2 separate regions of the Sus scrofa genome follow, and region 1 is linked to region 2. A link is a contact called in public Hi-C data. All regions are on one chromosome and are shown on one strand. Each heading gives the region's core, a stretch centred on a gene start, on an enhancer-like site or on the middle of the called end of the contact. The rest is flanking DNA. Distances are from core to core; before and after follow the strand shown. Region 1 holds the start of TMEM80 (transmembrane protein 80). Region 2 holds the start of IRF7 (interferon regulatory factor 7).

Region 1 (4,882 bases), core at 84-2,583, 53 kb after region 2:
TGCTGAAAGGAGGGAAAGGAGTTCAGGGAGCAGGTATGCTGCAGAGGAGGGCCAGGCTGCTTACAGGCGGTTGTGTAGGCACAGGGACGACAGGGCACGGGGTAAATGCTGGGGAAGGATGGGTGGGCTGGTCAGCCAGCCGTGTGCAGGGCAGGTATGCGTTGGGGAGTAGTTTGCAGGGCAGGCGCGCGTCGGTCGTGCAGGTGTGTGGGGGGCAGGTGCGCGAGGCAGGTGCGAGGCAGGTGCAGACAGGTGCGAGGGAACCGCGGGCCGGCGGCACTTGCCTGCGAACGCGGCGGCCGCGGCGGCCTCGTCCGGGCCGGGCAGGGCCTCGGCGCCCATGTCCATGTGCCCGGGTTCGGCGGCCATCACCGCCACGGCCGTCACCCGCCGCGTCTCGCGCTCCGCCTCCGAGTCCCCGTCCTCCTCGGAGTCCTCGTCTCTGCTGAGCACCGGCTCCTCCGCCTCGCCTCCCGCCGCGGCCGCGGCCGCCGCCGCCACAGCGGCCGCGGCCGCCACCGCCGCCGCCTCGGCCAGGCCCAGCTGCTTGGCGGCCGAGTCCGAGTCCTCCATCCGGACTCCGCCGAGCCCGCCCGAAGGCGCCGGCCGGGGCCGCCCGAAGGCCGGGACGGGGCCCGAAGCGCTCCTGCCGAGGACGCCGTCCGAGCCGGGCCGAGCCGAGCCGAGCCGCGCCGAGGCCGCCCGAAGCCGACCGCCGAGCCAAGCCGGGGCTGCCCGAATAGGAGCCGATCCGGCACGAAGCTGCCCAGTCGAGCCGAGCCGAGACCAAGGGTCTGGAACCGAGGGGGGCCGAGGTGACCCGAAGTGCGGGGCCGAGTCGGTCCGAATTGGTCCGAGGCCGCACGAGGGTTTCCGAGCGGCCGGCGCTGGCCCTCCTCAGGGCCCAGGAGGCCGCGACGGCCGCGGTCCCCAACCAAGGGGGGTCACGGACGGAGAAGCCGACTCTCGCCGGCCTCCGACGCAGCGCGACCCGGGCAAGAGAACCTCGCGCCGCAGGCTCCGCCCGCCCCCACCTCCCGCTGGAGCCGAGCGCGCCCGAGGAGGAGCCGAGCGAAGCCGAACTCTCCCGAGCCGGGATCCTCACGAGCCTCGGCTCTCCGCCTCCTCCTGTCCGAAAGTGCCCGAGCGCTGTCGGACGCGCTAATCGGGCCTCGGCCCCGGTTCGGAATCAACTCCCGAAGCGCGGCGCCGTCGAACCCCTTCGGGAGCAGAATCGAAAATGGCCGAAGGGACCCCGTTCGCGTCCGGAGCCAAGAGGCTGCCGGGATCGCGGCGGATTCGGCGGGCGGGGCGAGCGGGGCGGGGCGAGCGGGCGAGCGGGGCGGGGCCCGGGGGCAAGATGGCGGCCTCGCGGCGAGGTGAGGGCCCGGGCGGTGCCGCGCGGGGCCGGGTGGAGGTCGTTCCGGAGCGGGGATTCGGTTGGCGCGGTTCCTCCCGGTGTGGGAAAGGCCGAGCGGCTGGCGCGGCTCGCGGGGGTCATTAGCGGCTGGACTTGGTGTGGCCGTGGGGTGGGAGCCCGGCCCCGAGAGCCAGTCCCGGGCGCACCGGGATGCAGAGCCGCCTCGGTGCGGCCGCCCTCCCCCGCCCGCTGTGGCCAGTGCGGCCCCGGGCGCCGCGGACGCGCTGACCGAGCACCCTGCGGGGGCCAGTGGGCCAGCAGCGAGCGAGAGCGGCGGGCACCCCGGGCAGGCACGTGGGCCCGCCGGCGGCCTTGGGTTGCGCGGGGTCTCGCCGGGACTCGCCCGGTCTCCGCAGCGCCCGCGCCTCTTTCAGTCTGTGTGACAAGAAGGAGACGAGTGGGTGGCACGCGGTGTACACTCAGTCCAATAAAAAAAGGCCGATTGCCAGGAGTTCCCTGGTGGCCGGCGGGCTAAGCACCTGCGTTGTCACTGCCGTGGCGCCGGTTCGATCCCTGGCCCGGGAGCCTCCGCCTGAAGGGGGCCCCCGTTTCCATATCTGGGCCGCCCTGCGCGAAGAGGAGCTGGGAGGGAGGCTGGCGTCTTACAAAGAAGTACTGTCCGGGTCTGAGTTTAGAGCTTTCTTGGCAGGGGGGTTCCAAAGCGCCAGACCTTTGTCGGCAGAAGCCCGCGGTTCTTTTTGCGCGATTTCCTTTGGTGGAGAATTAAGTTTGCACAGCAGCAGGACCACCTGGCACCCCTGCTCTGGCACCTCAGGGAAAACATTTGTTCTCTTTGCTTCCACGTTTCACTTCTTTTCTGACACAGCTGTTCACAGCCACGTTGTTATTACAGTAAATCATTGACAGAAATGCTAAATCTGGAGTTCCCGTTGTGGTTCAGCAGGTTAAGAACCCAACTAGTATCCATGAGGGTGCAGGTTCAGTCCCTGGTCTCACTCAGTGGGTTAAGGATCCTGCGTGGCCGTGAGCTGCGGTGTAGGTCGCAGACGCGGCTTGGCGGGGCTGTGGCTGTGGTGTAGGCCTACAGCTGCAGCTCCGACTTTACCTCTCGCCTGAGAATTTCTACATGCCGCAGGTGCAGCTCTAAAACAAAGCCAAAAAAATACACACACGAAAAGCTAAGTCCTAAAAGCCACAGCTGTATTTTGTCAGAACGAGCTCCGCTCCGTGGGTCTGGAATGGTTAGGATGGCATCTCTGCTCCCAACCACCCTTCATGCTAAGTGTTTAAATCCTGTATCACTTAAGGTTTCTGTGCAGCATTTTTCCTAAGTCGCCCCCTCATCTCAGTCTATAACAGTGGGCAGCTGGCAAATACATTTGAGTTCTGAAGCAAACCTTCAGGAGAAGACTCAGAGGGAGGAAAATCCCAGCTAACATGAAGTGCACCGGAGTGATGACGCGTCTGGGCAGCTGGCTCAGCCCAGGCCTGGGAGAGGAGGGTCGGGCTTAGAGAGCACCTCTCCCGTAGCGCGATGCAGGTCCATTAATGATCCATGCTCGGCAGCCCTCCTTGCCTCCCGGGGCCTGCACGGCCCCCAGATCCACCCAGGGAGATGCGGGCTCACCCCTTGACGTCCCCCCCAGAGCAGAGCTTCGAGCTTCTCTCCCGGGGCAAACGAGCAGATGGAATAGCAGCGATCCGCAGGCTGCCTCACGTCTCTGTCCTGTCTGCTGCCGGGCGGGTTCTGAGTCGTTCCTGATGCACCTGCAGGTCGCAGATGTGTGAGCAGAGGAAAACACCCGTGGAACTCCGAGCCAGGGCACGCCGGGGCCAAGGGTGACTGGACTGTCTTCCAAGCAGGCCTCCAGCTCAGAAGACGCTGTCGCGGGAGGAGGGACCCCGCTGCCTCTGGGGCACCCTCATCTCAAGATGACGGGAGAGTGGGTACCTGTTGTGGGTAGGAGAGGCTCCAAGAGGCGCACGAGGAAAAGAGACTGGATTGCTGGCTCGGAAGTTCTCACTTGGGAGACATACTTGGGGACATGCATAAAATCTCAGAAGAAACCAAGTGTCTGTTATCAGTGACAAAGACTTCTTTTCATCTGCACATGTGGCAAATACGCAGAAGCCACAGGAGATGAGCTGCATCTCCTTCCCTGACAGTGGAGTGGATCTAAGCTTTGCCTCGTGGGTACACCCTGCCTCCAGGCCTCAGGTTCAGAGAGGCAGGTGGCCAGCCTCTCCTTGGAGGGACCGGTGCAGAAGTGCTGGAAAGGAACGAAGCTGCAGGCCCTAAACACCCAGTGAAGGAGTTCCCGCTGTGCCACAGCAGGTTAAGGACCCGGCCTTGTCTCTGAGGTTGCACAGGTTCAGTCTCTGGCCCTGGCATGTCGTTGTGCTGCAGGTGCAGCTACAAACGAGAAAACCCAGTCACAGTGAGCGGAGGGCAGGCCCGCCTCGCATCCTGCTAGGACGTGGGCCTCACGGACGGACCCCTTCTCTTCCAGGGAGAACTTCTGCCACGGTGGTATCCTGCTGCTGCCGCCCTCGTTCAGCCAAAGACCAGGCCAGGCGACGTCGGCCCTCAGCTCCCGCTTTTTGCTCCTTTGATCCCCTGCCCCCAGCCCTGCCTTTGGAGTTGAAGTAGGAACCCCACTTCTAAGTGGGAGGGAGGGCTGCTCCCTGCCCCACCGTTCCAGAGTCACTGTGGCTCCCCCAGTGGCGCCTTGGCTCCCTCGCCCTCCTGCACGGTCCCGCCACGGGGTGGGGGGTGGAGGATGCAAACCCCTCACGGGAGGATCTAGAGACCCCTTGTAGCTCAGGAAGGCTGCTGGTGGATGTGTAACTGCCGCCCCTCCCCCCAAAGAGAGAATGGTATTTTCTTTAAAGAAAATGAAAAAAGCGGCTTTTCTTTTTTTTTTTCCTTTTGGCCATGCCTGTGGCTTCCACAAGTTCCAGGCCCAGGGATGGAACCCAAGCCTCAGCAGCAACACCACCAGGTCCTTAGCCCAGTGCACCCCTTGGGAACTCCAAAAAGCCGCTTTTTTCTCTCCATGGTCATAACTGGGACCGGTTGAGGCGTGCCCCTGTGGAAGCCAGCGAGCTGGGGCTGTGCTCGAAGCCAGGACACCCCCTGGGGGGAGCCAGCCCCGGAGCCTGACCTGTGTGTCCGCATGGCCTGTTGTCCGGCCCCAAGGTGGGCCCCTGGGCAGGGTTGTCAGCTGGGCTAGAGTCCTTAACTGCCGGCCAGCTCTCGTCGCTCCCTCTGCAGGCGCTGCTCCATCTGAGTGGGGCGTGTTACTCTCTTTACTTCCTGGCCACGCTCCTGCTGATCGCGTATAAAAGTAAGTCACGCTCGAAAAGCCAGCTCGGGGTGCGGGTGCCCTGCCTCCCGTGACGGGAGCTCGGTCTCCCATTGTTCTCAGGCCAAGTTTTCACCTATCCTCACGGCTTCCTGGTCCTTGACCTGACTCTGCTCTTCCTGATGGGGATTCTGGA
Region 2 (4,850 bases), core at 490-2,989:
CCTCTTGGGGCTTCCAGGGCACCGGGGCTGGGAGTGGGCCTGCATCTGGAGAGGAAGGCCTGAGTTGGCTCCTGGTCCCCCAGCTCCTCTCCCTTCCACGTGTCACTTGGCTCGCCTCACCTTGTCATCTGGGCCTGGGGCTGTGGCCCAAGGCTGGGGGCCACCTTCCCTGCCAGTGGCAGGTACAGTTTCTAAGCAGGGAGCTCTGGACCTGAGGAGGCTCGGCTATTCGGGCCCACCTGTGGTCAGCCCATCCCTACTGGGGGCAACCCCCCCCCAGGGGTCCTGCTGTCCTGCCTGTCCCTCCCCTTGGCCCAGAACCCTGCAGGGCAGAGCAGCCGTCTCTCACATGGAACCTCGGGGGGGGTCAGATCCACGCCCCATGCAGCTTCCAGCAGATGGTCCTCCATGCAGCTCTGCTGCAGAGCCTGGAGCAGGAGGTCCCCACCATCTCCAGCTGGGCTTGGGGTGCAGGGTTCAGGGCTCGGCCTGGCCAGCTCGTGCCTCAGCCTCTCACCAGTATGTGCTGCCAGGCGCGGCCCGGGAAGCTCACCCTGCGGAGAAGACAGTGTGCCGGCATCAGTGAGCAGCTCCCCAGCCCCAGTGAGAAGTGGCAGCCCCAACCCGGGAGCAAGGAGGGCTGAGTGGCCTTACCCTTGGGGGTGGGGCATCCTCGAGGGCCTCCTCTTCCCCCGGGTTGAAGCCTGGGCCTTCTGGGAGAGAATTAGGTTTAAGGGGACATGGGGATCTGAGACTGGACTGGGTCACCCAGGGGTGAACCCCTGGGCAGCTCCTCCCCTTCACCAGTCCCCAGAGGCCCGTCTGGGGCCTCCCGGCCATCCCCTACCCCACCTTCCCCCAACAGTCTGGCCCCAGCCTCTCCCACGCCAGTTTCTAAAAGGGGAAATCTAACCCAGCAGCGGCTTGCTCCGCGGCACAGCCCTCCCTGCAGGCAGCCCTCCCCTGGCCTTCCTCACCTCCGCACCCCAGCTCGGGGTTGATCATATACACCTTATGAGGGTCAGTGGGGTCCCCTGAGTTGTCCTGCAACATCACGAAGCGCCGCGTGCTGTGCAGGGCACAGCGGAAGTTGGTTTTCCAGGAGGCGCGGAGGGCACCCTCCGGGATCGGCTGCGCACCTTCGCTGCTGCGGGGCGGCCACCTGCCGCGGGCCACGGCCCAGGCCTGGGGAGGGATGGAATGGAGTACGGGCCTGGACCTGGGCCGGTCCCCCCGCACTCCAGGCGGGGCTGGGGTCCCACCTTAAAGATGCGCGAGTCGGACTCGCCCAGGTCCTTTCGGGCGAAGTGCTTCCAGGGCACGCGGAACCGTGTTCTGGCTTCATCCAGCCATCGCAGCCCTGCGTAACGGCCGCTGCTGACTTCGCCCAGAAGCCAGTCTCCGAAGAGCACGCGTGGGCACCCCCTGCGGGCAGAGCAGCGGGCGTCAGGGCACGCGCGGACCGCGAGGTGCTTGGGGTTGGCACCGGGTAGGGCTGCGGGCTGTCACCTGTCAGGAGCCGCGGCCATTGCTCCCTCTGCAAGGACTGGGCGTGGAGACACTGGCTTGGCCTCCGCGGCGAGAGCTCTGACCACGGGGGCAGGCAGGTGTTAACCGCAGGTGAGAGGAGAGCTGCGCGTGTGTCACCACACACCACAGGTAGTGAGTGTGGCCAGGTGTCACGGGTGTTGGGGTCACAGATGGGGGTTGAGGGCTCTGGCCACGACGTTGCCCAGGTGAGTCTTGGCCAAGGCGGCGATGGGCGTGACTGCAGACGTGGAGGGCGGGCGCACAGGGGCCACAGGTGTCGAGCTGGCGCCCGGGATGGGCCCTGCGGGGGCGCGACGACCGCAAGGAAACGAAACCGCGTGTCGCAGGAAAACGAAACCTAACCAGCTGGGCCGCGGGGCGGCCGGCGCCCCCTCCCTGCCCCGCCCGCCCGGCTCGTCCTCGGCAACCGCGACCTCTGCCTCCAGGTTCCCCAATTCCGGACCCGTGCCCCTCCCCCCGCAGTCACCCGCGCTGCCCGCCCCCTGCTGGTCACTGCTCTGCGAAGCGAACCCGGGATCCGACGTGGCCGTCCCTGCCCCTCTCGCTCCGCGTAGGTTGGGGGTCCCCAGTACCTGAACCGGGAGCTGCCGGGGCAGGAAGTTTCGTCTCCCCGGGGGCTCGGGAGCGAGCGACTTTATGGGGCCGGGGCGGGGGCGGGGCCGCCGGAGAAGTCACGTGCTCCGGGGCGGGGCGACTCGGGGGTTGGGGCGGCGGGGGCGGGGCGGGCGACTCGGGGGCCCCGCCGCTACTCTGCTCGCCCAGCGGCGCCGCGGAGTGGGGCGCCGGCGGCAGCCGCGGCAGCGGCAGTGGGACGAGCTGGGGGCGCCAGGAGCAGAAACAGGAGCGGGCTCGTGTGACGGGGGTGTGGGAGGAGCTGCAGCTGTGCTCACTGAATTCTTTCCAGTGCGAGTTGTTGAGACAAGAACACCCAAATTCTGCCGAGATTAAAACATGCGGAACGCAGAGCAGTTTTATGAGGAAAAAAGCCAGTGACCCATGAGGGGTGTGGTGGCAGTTGGGGCGGAAGTCCTGCCTGACGTCCATCCCTGAGGAAGCCAGTAGAGGGGGCTCTGTCCCCACTGAGTCAGGCTGGGTGGCCCCACGATCTCTGTCTCCTGCACCCACTGGCCACTCCTGTCACCCCAGGCCGATGGCCTGCAGGCTACTGTCGCTCTGGGCCACCCATGGCCCTATCTCTGGTTGCAGTCCAGCCACCTGGACCAGGTGTCCCTGAGGGCACCCCAGGGTGTTTATTGCCCACACTGTGGCCACAGGAGCCCGAGGTGTGACCCCTGGAAGGTCCCCAGGACCGTGCTCCCCTAGATGAGTGCTCCTGGGAACAGCTCCTGGCTCCTCAGCCTCCCCCAGGCCAAGAATCTCCATGCTGGGTCGGTTGGGAGGGAGATCCCAGCGCACGCCCCCCCCCCCCCCAGGGCCGTGGTTAGACCAGGAGAGGAACTTTCTGGCCACCAGCTGGCACCAAGCCTGGGAAGCCCCACGAGCACAGCAGGTGGTTTACGGGAAATGGTGCCCAGGGTTCTGCACAGGGCGTGAGCCTGCCCAACCCTCTCTGCCCCTCGGGCCACCAGGAGGACTCCCGCGGGGCAGGGGCAGAGGGGCCACGTCCCCACCACCCGCCACCCGCAGCCCCCTGGGCAGACCCCACGTAGGCCCGCAGATCCCACAATGTCACTTTATTCTGGGCAATGGAGTTGGGGAGAGGGGCCGAGCCGATTGTCGGCGTCCGGACTCGCTGGGGCCGCGGGGAAGCAGCGCTAGAAGTAGATGGAGTCAGTGCCCGGGGCGTCCTGGCCACGGCCGCCCGGGCCCGCGTCTGCACCCTCGTCGCCACCGCCCTCGCTGCCCGAGTCGCCGGCGCCATCCACCTCCGAGCCTGGCGTGTTGAGGACCACCACGTCGGCCTCAGCCCCAATGTCCTCCCCGAACCACACAGCCTTGTAGCCGCCCTCAGGCCGCCGCTCCTTGGTCAGGATGGACCTCACGGCTGCCGGGCTGCCCCCATCCGGGGCTACCGCAGGGGACTCAGGGACACGGTGAGAGGGCGCGGGGCTGTGGGGCGAAGGCTCTTGGGGCTCAGCATCTGGGGGTGCGGGCTTTGGGGGTGCTGGCGGGGCAGGGCTGGGTGGGGGACTAGGGGCGGGCTCCCAGTTGGCCTCATCTTTGGTGAGGAAAGCCTTGTTGTCAAAGCCTTGGGGCTGGGGCTCCTGGGGGCAGGGGCGGGTGGGAGGCAGCCATCAGCCAGAGCCCAGCGGGCTCAGACCAGCCCGGCCGTCCCCCGAGGCGGTCCCTCGTCCCTCCCTCCGCTCTCTGCCTCTCTCTGCTCCCCCCCCACTGTTTGGGCCATGGTGTCTGCGCCCCATCACCTTCACCCGGTTTCCATCTGCTCCACCGACCCCTGGTCGCGCTGCCTCCCTCTCGGTCCCCCATGCCCTCCACGGCCCTCTGCTCTCTCTAGCCCTGTCCTGTCCCCACCCCCAGGGCCTCACCAGAGCTTTGCCGGAGCAGCACTTGAGTCGGTGGCCATAGTGCTTGTGGACAAGGACCGTGAGGGCGATCAGAGCCAGAAGGAGCAGCGCGCCCAGCACCCCGCCTAGCACCGCCATCTCCACAGTCGAGAAGCGCCTGTCCCCGTTTGAGATTGGCTTCGCTGCAGTGCTGCTTTCTTCGTTCACCGGCGTCCCTGCCGGCAATACCACCACCCGCTTACTGTCACACGCTCATGCCAACCTGTGGCAAGCGCCAGGCACCTGAGAGCAAGCCAGGCCTGGCCACCACCAGAGCTTGGGGAGTGGGCACCACTGACCCCCACTAAGGAGCTGTGTGTTCCCAGGGGGCCCCGATAGGCCAGGCTGCTGGGCGGGAGGGGAGAGGGATCAGTGCCCACTGGTTCCAGGTGGGAGGGAGGGGCTCCAAGGTCACAGGAAGGGGGCTAAGGGCCACATGGGGCCAGTGGAGTGAATGGCCCAGGGAACTGGGGACTTCACTGGGTCTCAAGTCCAGCCTCTGCCCCACCCTCCACACACCTTCCCCAGGTTCCCTCCTGGGCCCCCCGAGACCCGTCTCTCCCCGCGACCAGAGCGGACTCCCCTGGGGATTTGTGGTCAGCACGGTCATGATGGGCTGACCTGGGGTGGACCCTGCCTTACAGTGACCACCCAGAGTCATGAGTCAGAGAGCATGAGGGTGACTCTAGGGTAAGTGGGGTGCTACCTGAGGACCAGGGGTTCCTGCTGGACCCAGGGGATGTCGGCAGAGAGGTTCCTGGCTTTGAGGTCTGT

The links. Hi-C and Micro-C count contacts between places; a contact is called where the count stands out from the background.
Region 1: a contact with region 2 is called in a Hi-C map of liver, with 2.8 times the contacts expected there. The contact joins the promoter of TMEM80 here to the promoter of IRF7 in region 2. A contact is called at or near these places in 1 of 5 promoter capture datasets (liver), 3 of 47 Hi-C or Micro-C datasets (heart right ventricle, liver and skeletal muscle) and 1 of 2 datasets of contacts at active chromatin or transcription factors (alveolar macrophages).

The regions. Positions count from the first base shown.
Region 1 is chr2:426,964-431,845 of Sscrofa11.1, forward strand. TMEM80 (transmembrane protein 80) reads left to right here and starts at 1,334. Exons shown (of 5, transcript NM_001244431.1): 1 at 1,334-1,379; 2 at 3,892-3,911; 3 at 4,635-4,728; 4 at 4,810-4,882. The coding sequence starts at 1,361. DEAF1 (deformed epidermal autoregulatory factor 1 homolog) reads right to left here and starts at 621. Exons shown (of 12, transcript XM_021082564.1): 1 at 285-621. The coding sequence starts at 573.
Region 2 is chr2:373,219-378,068 of Sscrofa11.1, forward strand. IRF7 (interferon regulatory factor 7) reads right to left here and starts at 1,740. Exons shown (of 8, transcript NM_001097428.1): 1 at 1,510-1,740; 2 at 1,263-1,425; 3 at 978-1,185; 4 at 655-713; 5 at 350-554; 6 at 1-45. The coding sequence starts at 1,529. It overlaps CDHR5 (cadherin-related family member 5), which reads right to left. Exons shown (of 15, transcript XM_013989870.2): 13 at 4,783-4,850; 14 at 4,059-4,252; 15 at 3,231-3,776. The coding sequence ends at 3,327.